Linked DNA regions of Mus musculus: regions 1 and 2 are each linked to region 3. The links are chromatin contacts, called in public HiChIP or PLAC-seq maps. All regions are on one chromosome and are shown on one strand. Each heading gives the region's core, a stretch centred on a gene start, on an enhancer-like site or on the middle of the called end of the contact. The rest is flanking DNA. Distances are from core to core; before and after follow the strand shown.

What was found. HiChIP or PLAC-seq counts read pairs in DNA pulled down with a chosen protein or histone mark.
Region 1: a contact with region 3 is called in an H3K27ac HiChIP or PLAC-seq map of microglia, with 4 times the contacts expected there. The contact joins the promoter of Rab42 here to the promoter of Fgr in region 3.
Region 2: a contact with region 3 is called in an RNA polymerase II HiChIP or PLAC-seq map of embryonic stem cells, with 7 read pairs. The contact joins the promoter of Snhg3 here to the promoter of Fgr in region 3. A contact is called at or near these places in 3 of 115 datasets of contacts at active chromatin or transcription factors (bone marrow-derived macrophages, embryonic stem cells and pancreatic cancer cells).

What each region holds. Positions count from the first base shown.
Region 1 is chr4:132,300,264-132,304,663 of GRCm38.p6, forward strand. It overlaps Rab42 (RAB42, member RAS oncogene family), which reads right to left and starts at 3,093. Exons shown (of 2, transcript NM_001081651.1): 1 at 2,848-3,093; 2 at 1,931-2,419. The coding sequence starts at 3,074. The coding sequence ends at 1,999.
Region 2 is chr4:132,350,614-132,355,041 of GRCm38.p6, forward strand. It overlaps Snhg3 (small nucleolar RNA host gene 3), which reads right to left and starts at 3,073. Exons shown (of 3, transcript NR_003270.2): 1 at 2,984-3,073; 2 at 2,050-2,085; 3 at 1,320-1,630. It overlaps Snora73b (small nucleolar RNA, H/ACA box 73b), which reads right to left and starts at 1,913; the gene lies at 1,709-1,913. Snora73a (small nucleolar RNA, H/ACA box 73a) reads right to left here and starts at 2,366; the gene lies at 2,162-2,366. RefSeq lists a cis regulatory region at 2,812-3,331.
Region 3 is chr4:132,972,839-132,976,685 of GRCm38.p6, forward strand. It overlaps Fgr (FGR proto-oncogene, Src family tyrosine kinase), which reads left to right and starts at 1,257. Exons shown (of 13, transcript NM_010208.4): 1 at 1,257-1,432.

The sequences.
Region 1 (4,400 bases), core at 1,843-4,342, 670 kb before region 3:
ACCTGAATAACCTATCCCATTGTGGACGAAGTAACCAGGCATGGTGGGGCATGCCTGTAGCCCCATCACTATGGGAGGTGGAGGCTGGAGGATCAGGAATTCAAGGTCACCCTACTTGGTTATAGACTCGGAGGCCAGACTATCCTACATGAAACCTTGTCTCAAAACACAACATACATGACACAAGACATTATAAATGTTTATTGTCACAGACCAGAAGTAAGTAAATCCATTTCCATGACAAACATGAAGGCTTTGGACTGGCTGCAACCACCTGGAGAAATCTAGGTTTCAGATAATTTTTGTTTTGTAGTTTGTGGTTTGTGGTTGGTTGGTTGGTTCATTTTTTTGAGTCAGGGTTTCTCTGTGTAGCCCTACCTGTCCTGGAACTCACTCTGTAGACCAGGCTGGCCTTAAACTCAGAGATCTACCTGCCTCTGCCTCCCAAGTACTGAGATTAAAGGCATGCACCACCACACCTAGCTAGCTGAGCCACTTTTTTTTTTTTTAGATTTATTTATTTATTATATGTAAGTACACTGTAGCTGTCTTCAGACACACCAGAAGAGGGCGTAGATCTCATTACAGATGGTTGTGAGCCACCATGTGGTTGCTGGGATTTGAACTCTGGACCTTTGGAAGAGCAGTCGGGTGCTCTTACCCACTGAGCCATCTCACCAGCCCGAGCCACTTCTTATATGAATGTTTTGCTAGCTGTATATGTGTGCCATATACAAGCCTGGTGTCCTTGGAGGCTAGACTGAAGTGATGGGTGGTTGTAACTCACTGTGGATGCAAAGCATTGAATTACTACTCTACACTATTCACAAGGGCTCAGAACTGCTGAGCCATCTCTCCAGGCCCCTCCCTGTCTCCTCTTTTGTTTGTTTGCTTGCTTGTTTTGATATCATCTTACTGAGTAGCATAGCTCTGGCTAACCTGAAACTTACTATGTAGATCAGGCTGATCCACCTATCTCTGCCTCCTCAGTACTGAGATGAAAGGAATATGTTCTACGCCTTGAACACCATTCTCATAGACAGATGCGGGTTGCCTTAAGGATGGTCAGGTTCCAGGCAGCGCAGAATCCCGAGGTCCATCATGCAATGGTACTCCCGGCAGACACCCTGGTGACACCTCCATGCTGCCTAACAAATCTGCTGCTCACTCAGCCAACCCTGAAAGTCAACTCTAGGCACTGAGCTTGAGTTGGGAGCTGGGAGAAGCACCATGTGTTACTAAGGGCTGGGAAGCTCTAAAACTTCCACTAGAATTCCCCACACTGCCTTGCCAGCAAAGCCGTGGACAGACACTGGGACGCTGTCTTCCAGCCCAGAAACGCTGCCAGAATAACTATGTGGAAGCCAAGAAAGAAGCCCGGAAGCATGGTATTACCATTCACCTGTCAAAGCTGGCAGGCGCTGAGTGAGCAGGCCTATCTCTATTGGCCTTTGCATGTAGCCTGGTCCACTGGAAGAGTAGCCAGTGCCCTTACCCCTGAGCCAGCCACCAAGGCTGACCTTGAACTGTCTACGGAGCTGAGAATGTGTTTAAGCTCCTGATCTTGCCTCTGCCTTTCAAGCTTGGGGATTACAGGTATTTGTGTGCCACCACAAGTCCCAACAAATCCCATACCTGATCTTAGATTTTTCCTCTAGAACGGAGTTGTGCAGAGAACTAAAAACCCAGAGAGAGTCTACCCTAGTGGAATACTTTTGTAATCTCAAGCACCCAAGAAGGTTACTAGCTCAAGGCCAGACTAGGCAATGTATCAAGATCCATTCTGAAAATATAAAAGAGTTGAGGCTGTCTATAGCTAGCTAGCCCTGTGTTGAATTTCTGATGAAGAAAAAAAAAAATCCCAAGAATTAGAAGGCAGGGAGGGACATGTCAGGAGACTGTTGGTATTAGTCTTTTTTTTTTTTTTTTTGTCTGTTGTCCTCCTGTGTCACCAGAGAGTCTGAGGCAGTTACCACTTTAACCCTTTCTCTCCTGGAGTCAACATTGGCATGTGCCTGAGTCCTGCTTCCTGCTAGAGGATCTAGGGTTTGGAGATCTATGGAGGAGCCGGACACCCGCCCAGTCCTTGTCCAGCTTGATGTCCCCCTGCTGCAGGGCCTGTTCGATGGCGCTGGTGACAGTGTCAAAGGCCAGGTCGACATTGCAGTTGCTTTTGGCCGAGGTCTCCATGAAGCCCATGCCCAGAGAGGCAGCAAGTTCCTCTGCTTCCTGAGAGGATACGCATCGGGTGTTCAGGTCACACTTGTGGCCAACCAGTAAGAAGACCACCTTGTCAGGGCCCTGAGTGGATACGACCTCCTGGTGCCAGGCTTGGATGTGTTCAAAGGACTCTCTGTTCGTCACATCAAAGACCAACAGAACGCCCACCATGTTCCGGTAAAAAGACCTGGTGATGCACCTGAAGGGGAGTGTGTGTATAATCGGGAAAATTGTAATGGCTTTAAGACAGTCTTAGAGCCCGCCCACCTCCACCCCGAGATCCACAGGCAGCTTCCTGTGCCTGCATACAAGTCTTCCTTCCCACCCCTTGACATGTCTGCTTCGGCTCTCTGCATCTCTGGGAAAGTCAGAGTTTTAGTGCCAATTCTCTTTATGCTGCTGTTCCTCTAGGGCTGGGTAAGGCCTTTGGGGGTGGGGATGTGGTTCAAAGACCACAGCACAAGCTGGGGCTGGGGGCTTGGCCCACTCCGCGGAGTTTGAAGGATGAATGACTGAATAGGGAGGGGTGCAGGGTAGGGACCATGGATCCTTGCTTGAGCCCCTGCAGTTGGCACCTGTGAGAAAGGGTCCCCCCAAGTGACTGACATTACCCACTTCTCGCCGCACCTGAAGCACTCTTGGCCTGCGGTGTCCCAGAGCTGCAGTTTGACTCGCAGCCCAGCGGGTAGTTGCAGCGCGCGGCTGTAGAACTCCACGCCTACAGTGGGTTCGGGATCCGGCTCCGCCGCCCCCCGCGCGCCCGCCACGTAACACCGTAGCAGTGACGTCTTGCCCACCCCTGCGTCCCCGAGCAGCGCGATCCGAAATTGGTAGCTGCAGCCGGCCGCCTCCATAGGATCTGGGCTCCCCGCTGACCTCAGACAGTTTCTGTGTGGCTCCGCCCCTCTCCCCCCACCCCCACTCCCCCATGAGTCTGTTACTGGTACAGCATCCAGGAAGGGTCAAGATCTGGAGAACTTGATCCTGGAAGGCAATCCCGGATGTAGTTGGTCGGGCAAGACCTAAATCACTACCTCTGTAAAATGGGACAGTTACCACTTTTGCTTCACAGTATAAAGGAATTAAAAAGTCTTTAATCCCACAACTGGTGAGGTAGAGAAAGGAGGATCTCTGAGTTGGAGGCCAGCCTGGGCTACAAAGTTCCATCCAGGGCAGCCAGTGCTATGCAGAGAAACCTTGTCTCCGATTAAAAAAAGAAAGCCGGGCTGGTGAGATGGCTCAGTGGGTAAGAGCACCCGACTGCTCTTCCGAAGGTCCAGAGTTCAAATCCCAGCAACCACATGGTGGCTCACAACCATCCTTAACGAGATCTGACTCCCTCTTCTGGAGTGCCTGAAAACAGCTACAGTGTACTTACATATAATAAATAAATAAATCTTCAGTTGTGGCACACGCCTTTAATCCCAGCATTTGGGAGGCAGAGGCAGGTGGATTTGAGTTCGAGGCCAGCCTTGTCTACAGAGTGAGTTCCAGGACAGCCAGGGCTACACAGAGAAACCCTGTCTAAAAAACAAAACAACAACAACAAAAAAAAAAACCACTTAGATTCAGCTTTAGTGGACTATTTTAGGCTTAGGCTTAGGAGTCCAAGGCTCAAAGGTGTGGCTTGTCCCATGTGGCTTGTCCCAGGTCATACAGTGCTTCTTAGAGTCATAGTGACTCTAAGCCCATGACTGACTCCCTTGATGCCTAAAAAGAGACAGTCAGAAAGCCAGGATGACCCGGTTGGGTCTTGGGTTCCGTTTGGATGAAAGCTCACATGAGGCAGCACGTGTGCACTCAGATCTGGCTTCTAGAAGCGGAAGGAAGGAATCACAGCTGGAGTTTTGGCTGGTCCCAGGCAGTGTTTGTTTGTTTGTTTGTTTGTTTCAAGACAGGGTTTCTCTGTGTAGCCCTGACTGTCCTGGAACTGCTCTGTAGACCAGGCTGGCCTGCCTCTGTCACCACCACCCAGCATGGGCCTAGGCAGTTCTCAACCTTACAAGGAGGTGGTTACTCCACTCACTTCTACAATGGAAGAAACTGAAGCTCAGAGAAATTACATGGCAGGCCCAAGCTCATTCACTAAGGAAGACTTCAACAGCAGGCAAAACCCAGAGTTTTGTTTATTTGTTTGTTTATTTATTTTATTTGAGGCAGGGTTTCTCTGTGTTACAACA
Region 2 (4,428 bases), core at 1,823-4,322, 620 kb before region 3:
TAGTAGGTGCTCTAACCATTGAACCATTCCCAACCCCATTATTCTTATAAGACCTTGTATATGACTGGGTAGTAGTGTGGCACACCTTTAATTCCAGCACTTAGGAGGCAGATGGGAGTTTGAAGCCAGCCTGGTCTAGAGTTCCAGGTCAGGACTACACAGGCTATTATAGTTTATTATAGAACTAGACATTTATAGTTCTGTGCTCTTTACTGCTGAGCCATCCCACCCACTCTATCCAGTTAGGTGTGTACCAATTACGACTGCTAAGATTCCCTATCTTTTGCAGAATTTCACCATGTAAACCTAGAAGGCTTTAAATTTGACAGGTCTGCTCTAGAGTTTAGGAACTAATCTTTCCTACTAATTTAGGGCATCGCGCACTCTAGGCAAGCACTAAGCTATACTCCCAGCCCTGTGTCAAACAGTGAATTGTAAGCATGTTGTATACATGGGTAGGACATCTGAAGGTCACCAAAACAACCATTAAATTTTGGCAATCAAGGGTACTTGCACAAGGGAAGAAATAACACTCTGAAGCACTTGGCCATGGTAGTGGCAGGCAGCTCATCACAAGTGAAGAAACACAGGCAGAAATTTCTGCTGTACCTGGAAGACCAGGTACAAGAAACAAGGGCAGGTGAAATGGCTTTTTACTTTAAAAATCAGAGGTCTGGGCTGGCAAGATGGTTCAGCAGGCAAGAGCAGCTCTTCTGAAGGTCCTGAGTTCAAATCCTAGCAACCATGTAGTAGCTCACAACCTAAATGGTATCTGATGCCCTTTTATGGGATGTCTGAAGACAGCTACAGTGTACTTTCATATAATAAATCATTCTTTTAAAAAAAAGTAGACCTAGGGGCTCCACTAGCCAGTCTTGCAGCTCCATTTTGCTTCACATCCCTTCTGGTCTAAGTGCAAACACTCCCCAACCCCAGAGGCCACCAATTCTCACACCCATTTTCAAGAACAGGGAAACACAGCATCTCTAAGGCCTACCTTCAAGGTATCTCCCCAGTGGCCCCATCACTGAGGGTCTTAACTTTTCCATGATCAAGGCAGGCAGCAGAGTCATCAATTTTCCATTATGACCTAGGGACCAGTCTACCTCATATCATAAGGCCCCTGTTAGGCCTATCCATGTTGAACTGCTTGGGACTAACTTCCCACATAACTCATCCATTCGACCAGTTTCCTATCTCACACTCCAGAGCAGAGGAAGGAACAATCTTAGTATTTGGAGGGACCAAGCACTCACTCAGGGTTTATCCTGACCCACCTGCAGCCTTCTGCTCACACACACACATTAAATCACAGGAAAAGACATTCAAATGCTTTAATTCAGATTTTAACTTATGACAATAATCTTACAGAGAATGTGGGAACAGAAAAATGACATATATGGTTTATATAATATGGTCTGGGGGAAACCTGTTGGGACCTCAAAAAATGAGAACCATGGTGAAGGTTCTCAAATCTAGACATAACCTATCAAAAGAAATGTATTTACCAGAGTTAAGTAGGCAGAAAAGCTTGCCCCAGCTTCTAATGGCCGAGGCTGTAACAGACAAAATTTTAGCACGCTGTATATAATAACTATTCAGTAGGTGCCCCCGCTGATTCTCTTCTTTCCTGGAAGAGGGGAAAAAAAAAACAACACAAACATCAGGTTCCTAAAGTTGACATACCAAAAGCCTTAGGAATTTAAATTTTTGTTTCCTGCATGGTTTGTCTCCTCAGTCATGGTCCACGGGACTCTGAGAAGTCGTAGGAATATGCAGGCGCAGACTCGAAAGCCCAGCTTCATCTCCAACGTTGTGGAAAGGGACTGTACATCACCGGGCAATGCCCTAAGCTCCCGTTCGCCACTAGGACAGAGCCCGGGGAGAGTGACCTCCCGGGATATCCACGTTGGAATGTCTGGTTAGCACCCAAACGTTTAGTCAACTTCAACAGGCGACTACACCCCCCCCCCCCACACACACAGTGTATATCACTAATAACGTACACATGGAGCAGAAAGCACTAAGCCAGCCTCAGGGTGAACGTACCTCCATCAACAAAGTACCTGAAATCATTGACCGGGTCTGCAAGAGAAGACTTTAATCAGTAAGTTAAACCCTTAGAGTACTCGGACGCACCCCCAGATTGCATGACTTAAAAAACTGTTTCCTGCATGGTTTGTCTCCTCAGTCATGGTCCACAGGACTCTGAGAAGTCGTAGGAATATGCAGGCGCAGACTCGAAAGCCCAGCTTTATCTCCAACGTTGTGGAAAGGGACTGTACATCACCGGGCAATGCCCTAAGCTCCCGCTCGCCACTAGGACAGAGCCCGGGGAGAGTGACCTCCCGGGATATCCACGTCGGATAGTCATGGTAATGTCTTTTTTTTTGACAAAATGCCACAGGGTCCTTTTGCCAGACCTCCAGCTGGAGGAAAAACCCCAAAAACGCCTGTCTCCAGAGTGCTGTGACTACAGACTTCAGCCACCTTTTCAGATCTTGAAGCAAACAGAACACAACACCCCCATCGGAACCAAACTATCCAGAAATTATCTACCTAAAAAAGGGTCCTCTGAAAAATGGGAGATTAATGAACAAAAAACTGCAGAAATCCCGTTACAAGGTGAAGAGAAAGTATAACTGGGAAGCAAGGCGAAATGATTAAGTTAAAACCGAACGCTGGAAGGCGGCTAACACTTCAAATCACAAGGCAGGAACCAAAGACCCTGTCCTCTTAAAGTGAACATTAAAGGAAAGTGCGTAGACCAACTCAGTCTCCCAGGCAATAATCCTGCGAGCGTTGGGATCCCCGAAAGAAAACGGTTACTGGGCTCGGAGGCGCGTGACCTCACGCCATGCTCGGCTAGTGAGCCCGGCCTCCCACACCGGGTCCGCCCAGCCGCGACCCTGCCTGTCTGCGGAGCCCGTGCGGGACCGCGCGGGCAAACCCTCAGCAGCCGAGAGCAGCGCACTGTACTCACCAAGAACAAGCACACCAAGAGAGCGACGCCTAGAGAGACAGACCCGCGCCGACGCAGCCATATTTATACCTTAAGTAACGCCCGGAAGTCAGGCGTGGTCGACTATGCCTGCGCCTGCGCAGGGTTACGCTCACTTAGAAGCATTGGAAATGCGCTAAGGCTGATGGGATCGAGAACTTTTACCCTACTAAGGTGTTGGCGGTCTTAGCGTGAAATTGTTGAGCTTGTGAGGTTTGTCCTCTCGGCCTGGATACACTGGTATATGCAAAATGAAAAAAAAAAAAAAAGCCTAGAGAAATATTTTCTAGATTCCAGAGTTTGAATCTACTTTGTTTGTGGAAGGAACAGTTGATACAGAACATAGATGCTACAATTAAAAACTTCCCATGGAGGGGGCCTGAGAGGTGGCTTAGTGGTTAAGATTCCTGGTTGAAGGCGGGAGGGTGGCGCACGCCTTTAGTCCTAGCACTCAGGAGGCAGAGGCAGGCGGATTTCTGAATTTAAGGCCAGCCTGGTCTACAGAGTGAGTTCCAGGTCATCCAGGGCCACACAGAGAAACCCTGTCTCGAAAAAACAAAAACAAAACACTAATGCTGTTTCCCAGATTTTTAAGACATGAAATTAAGCCTGATGAATGTTGTTGTGAAATATTTATTTGAAAGAATGGCTGTCTGGGCGTGATGGTGTAGGTTTTTCTGTTTTGTTTTTTGAGTCAGGGTTTCTCTGTATAGCCCTGGCTGTCCTGGAACTCTTTGTACACCAGGCTGGCCTCGAACTCAGAAACCCGCCTGCCTCTGCCTCCAGAGTGCTGGGATCAAAGGCGTGCGTCACCACACCCAGCTCCCATTGAGCCATCTTGTTGGCTCTGCCCTCTCCTTTCTGACATGGTTTTTCAGACCTCAGTCTCTCTCCACGAAAAACAGTGGGCAGTGTGAACCTTCAGAACAACCTTCTGGAGATGTTTTAACCCCAAAGCTGCAGGAACAAGGGGAGACCTAATAATCTGGACCACGGGAACATGGGATCAGAGAAACATCCAACAAAAAGTTCTGACTACTGGTTTCTTTTCACGCTTAGGGAAGGGTAATGTGCCAAGTGCCAAGCAGCAAATGAGTCACTGCTGAGGTGCCCTGGGCAGAAACTGGGCAGCCTGCCAGAGAGGACAGGCAGTACCAGCCACTCTGGTGACACCAGCCTGGTGACACCAACCTGAGGTTCATTCAGCTGTGGGCCATATTGAGTTAATCCTTGTAAGGGACTGTTGAAACTCCTTGTTCTCAAACATATGTAAAAATGGCATTTGTCAGCTGGGCGTGGTGGCACATGCCTTTAATCCCAGCACTCTCGAGGCAGAGGCAGGCAGATTTCTGAGTTCAAAGCCAGCCTGGTCTACAAAGTGAGTGCCAGGACAGCCAGGGCTACACAGAGAAACCCTGTCTCAAAAA
Region 3 (3,847 bases), core at 7-2,506:
GTTAATTGCACACATGGATCAATGGCCAAGGCCAACTTAGAGGATGCTCTATAATGGTGGCAGTGCTATCCAGGCAGGGTAAAGCCACCCTCCCACAGTCCCTGAACCTCCACTACATTTCCTTTCTTCCTCCTACACCCACTTCATATTTTCCTAAGAGAGAAGCACTTTTATTTGGTTTTTTGAGACAGAGTTTCTTTGTGTAGCCTTGGTTGTTTTGGAACTCACTCCATAGACCAGGCTGGCCTCAAACTCAACAAAGATCTGCTTGCCTCAGCCTCCCAAGTGCTGGAGTTAAAGGTGTTTGCCATGGCTCATTGAGAGAAGCATTCCTATCTGCATCCATCACTTGCTGACACCGTGTGTGTCACCATGATCCTCCTGAACTTGTACTTTAGGGCGCTCACACACAGCCCCCTACACCCCTGTCTGTACACAGAAGCACACCTGACTGCATAATGTGTCCGAGCTGTTGATTCTAAACCCAGTCACGCATCGTCATCGCCTATCATCAGTATAGCCCCGGGGACACCCACTTGAATCTTCCATGCCTTAAGCCCTCACCCTCCCACAAACATTTCCAATTCAACCCTAGCTCTCCCTCCCCAGGCAGGGGGATTTCCTGGGTCTCAGTGCACCTTGGTTTTAGAGAGGTAATACTGGTAATAACTCTTGGTTTTAAAGGGAGGGTGGGTATCGGGCTGGGGGAGTATAGGGAGGGCTCTCCTAGAGACACTGTGATTGATTAAGGATTCTCCTCAGCTTCTCTAAAACTTGTGTGTGGCAGTAGCCTGATGGGAGCTGATTGTTGTGAAAAACAGGTACCCAAAGGCAAGGGCCTTATCTCCACCGCCCAGTTCCTAAAGATGAGGCGGCAGGGTATAAGTGACAGGCAAAAGATCCCTGGCAAATGTAGTGACAGTAGTGTAAAGGCTACAGGCTATGTGAACTTGGGCCAAGTTATCCTGACCTGGCTCTGTGTTTTCCTACCTAGGAGATGAGTGGGGAGTGGGAGCCTTTGGGATGGCCAACCCCCCACCCCCTTGGTATCCCACTCTAGTAACTAAAGGGACAGGTCCCTTTGGCCGGAACCTTTGGGAAGGAGCTGGGGCGCAGGGACAGCGCTGGGAGAGCCCATCCACAGCGGGAAGTGGGAGCCAGCGGACTTTGGATCTGGGGGCCCCTCCTGGCTTTGGGCAGCAGTCTAGGGGCTGAGGCGTGACTTCGACTTCTCTGGCTGCCGCCTCCTCCTCCGCAGTCACCAAAATAAGAGAAGTCCGAGACGGCTTCCTCCTCCCTCCCCAGAGTAGGTAGTAGGGGCAGAGGCGGGTAGCACCTCACTTTACCCCCCACATCGCCTCTCCTGGTTGCTGGAAGTTAGGGTTGGCTCGCCCCAGATCGAGTCACCCGCAGCTGGCTCCCTTGAGACCAGGTAGGCGGCCAAACCCGGTGGGGGCTGGTAGGGCAAATGTTGCCCCGCCCCTAACCGTCCTCACCTTGGAGGGAAGATTTGGGGGTAAACCTGAACTTTGAGAGCTGAGCAAGTTGAAAGCGGGAGATGGGGGTGGGGATCCCATTCAGAAAGGAAATGAAGAAGGAAAACTAAGGAAAGCTGGAAAAGGCTGATAAAAACCTAGGAGAAGGCCGAGGCAGTACGGCGAAGGCAGACCAAAAATTCCCCCTAAAAGTCTAAATGGGGAAAGAGAGGGAAACTGTGTTGTAAATTTGATAAAATTTGGGGAGAGGGCTGAAAGTACAGGAAGGCACTGTGGGATCCCCCAAAAGCGTCTAGGGAGAGCCCTGAGAGGCTTTCAGGAGGAGAAAAAGGAAAGAAGCTGAGGGGGTATGAGAGAGGGGTAGTAGGTGGGGAAACTGGAAAGGGGGAGGGGATACTGAGGAAATCGGTCGCGAGTTCCCGAGAAGGGGGTCTAGGAGAGTGACTTCTGCAGAACTCGGAGTCCAGAGTGCAGTTCTGGGGTCTCAGAGGCCGGCTATCTGGATTCCTCAGAGGGAAGCGGGGAGTCTGCAAACTCCCCCCAGACCCTCTAGCTACATCAGTGGGGCAGCGGGTTCCAGACACCCTGGGGATTCCTTCCAGCAGCTGGAGGCGTGGATCTGGGTTTCCTGGGGAAGACCTCACCCTGGGGCATCAGACCTCCCTGGGTGCTTTTCCCTATCCGCAGTGGCGGTCAAGGTTTGCGTCCCTGTCGGGATCCGGGAATTGCTGGCAGCCCCGACGGAAATCCTGCTTTTGACCGCCAATGCCCGCAGGGGCTGTTTCCATGGCAACACAGGGCAGTGAGGCCAGTTGGCTTTGGGCCGCTGCAGGCTCAAGGCTGGCAGCCAACTTTGGTCCCTGCCTTCGTCCCCATTTTTGGTCCTTGATCCGGGTGTGTTGCACCACAGAGGGAGTGAGAGGGTGCCGCTTGGTGTTCAGGGGTCTCCTGCCTCAGAGACATGTTCTCTTAGCAAGAATGGGCCTTTAATTGCTATGCAGACCTCAAGGAGAGCTAGCTTTCTCTGGACTTTTGCTTTTCTCATTGGAACTTTGGGGAAGAAACTAGCCCTCCCCATACCAAAGCTGTGCCTAGTGGCTCATGCCTATAATAATCCTTGCATCCAGCAAACAGAGGTAGGGAGGTTGTCACGAGTTCAAGACCACCTTGAGCGATATAAGCAGAAAGACAGGTGGGGTGGGGGAAACAGAAATAGAATGGGAAGGGGTGGGGCGGGGAGGAGAGGGGAGAATGGAGGAGAAGGCAGATGAAGTTCTATCAGATCCAGGCCAGCTGGCTCTACACAGTTCTTTGCCTTCTCAAAGCATGGAGGACCAGAAAGCTTCGCTGACAGGGCCTCTGAGAACCAGCACACAGTTGGCATCTACTAAATGTCACGTTTACTAGGGCCCATTCCAAGAAGGTTAGCAGGGTTCGCATCTGTACCCCACTCTCCAGGTGGCCACCCTACAAGCAAGCCTTTTGTAGTCTAGAATTGGATGCAATGAGCATCCTTCCATTTGTAGTGGGAAGGTGGAGGGGGTAGCCAAGCTGTGTGGACCCAAGAGAGGGGGAGGTGGAGGGGGGCTCCTGCCTATATCAGCTCCTGCTCCCCAGCAGGCTTGAAGCTGTGAGTGAGATTGTGTGAGGGTGCTCCCCAGTGTGCTGTGGGCTTGAAGTGAATGTGTTCACGCCTGGGTGCTTGCTTTTGTGTGGTTATTGGGGGTGGGGGGTGGGGGCTGCTCGGAAGCTACCTAAGGTTGAAGTGACAAGGGACGTAACCAGCCCTGACAGGCTGGGTAAGGGACAGGGAAGACAGAGATGAGGAAGGAAGAGCCAAGTCTCTTCCACACAGCACATTGGGTCAGCCGATGGTAAGGAAAGCAGACTGCCCCATCCCACTCCCTCAAGACTAAGGGATGAGATTAAAGGCTTGGGCCACCACAGACAGCAGGGGTCTCTCTCTCTCTCTCTCTCTCTCTCTCTCTCTCTCTCTTCCTGGATATTCGAGGCAGGGTTTCTCTGTGTAACCTTGGCTACCCTGGAACTCTGTAGACCAGGTTGATCTCAAAACTCACAGAGATCCGCCTGCCTCTGCCTCTTGAGTGTTGGGATTAAAGGCATGCACCACCATCACCATCATGAGGCTCTGTCTTTTTAAGACCGGGTCTCACTGTGTAACTCCGGTTAGCCTGGGACTCATTGTACAGACCAGGATGGTCTCAAACTCACAAAGATCCACCTACCTCTGTCTCCCAAGTGCTGGGATTTAAGGTTCAGACTGCTGTGTCAGGCCAGATAGACCCAGTTTTACCCACCACAAATGGGGGAAACTCAGCTGACACCTTAAG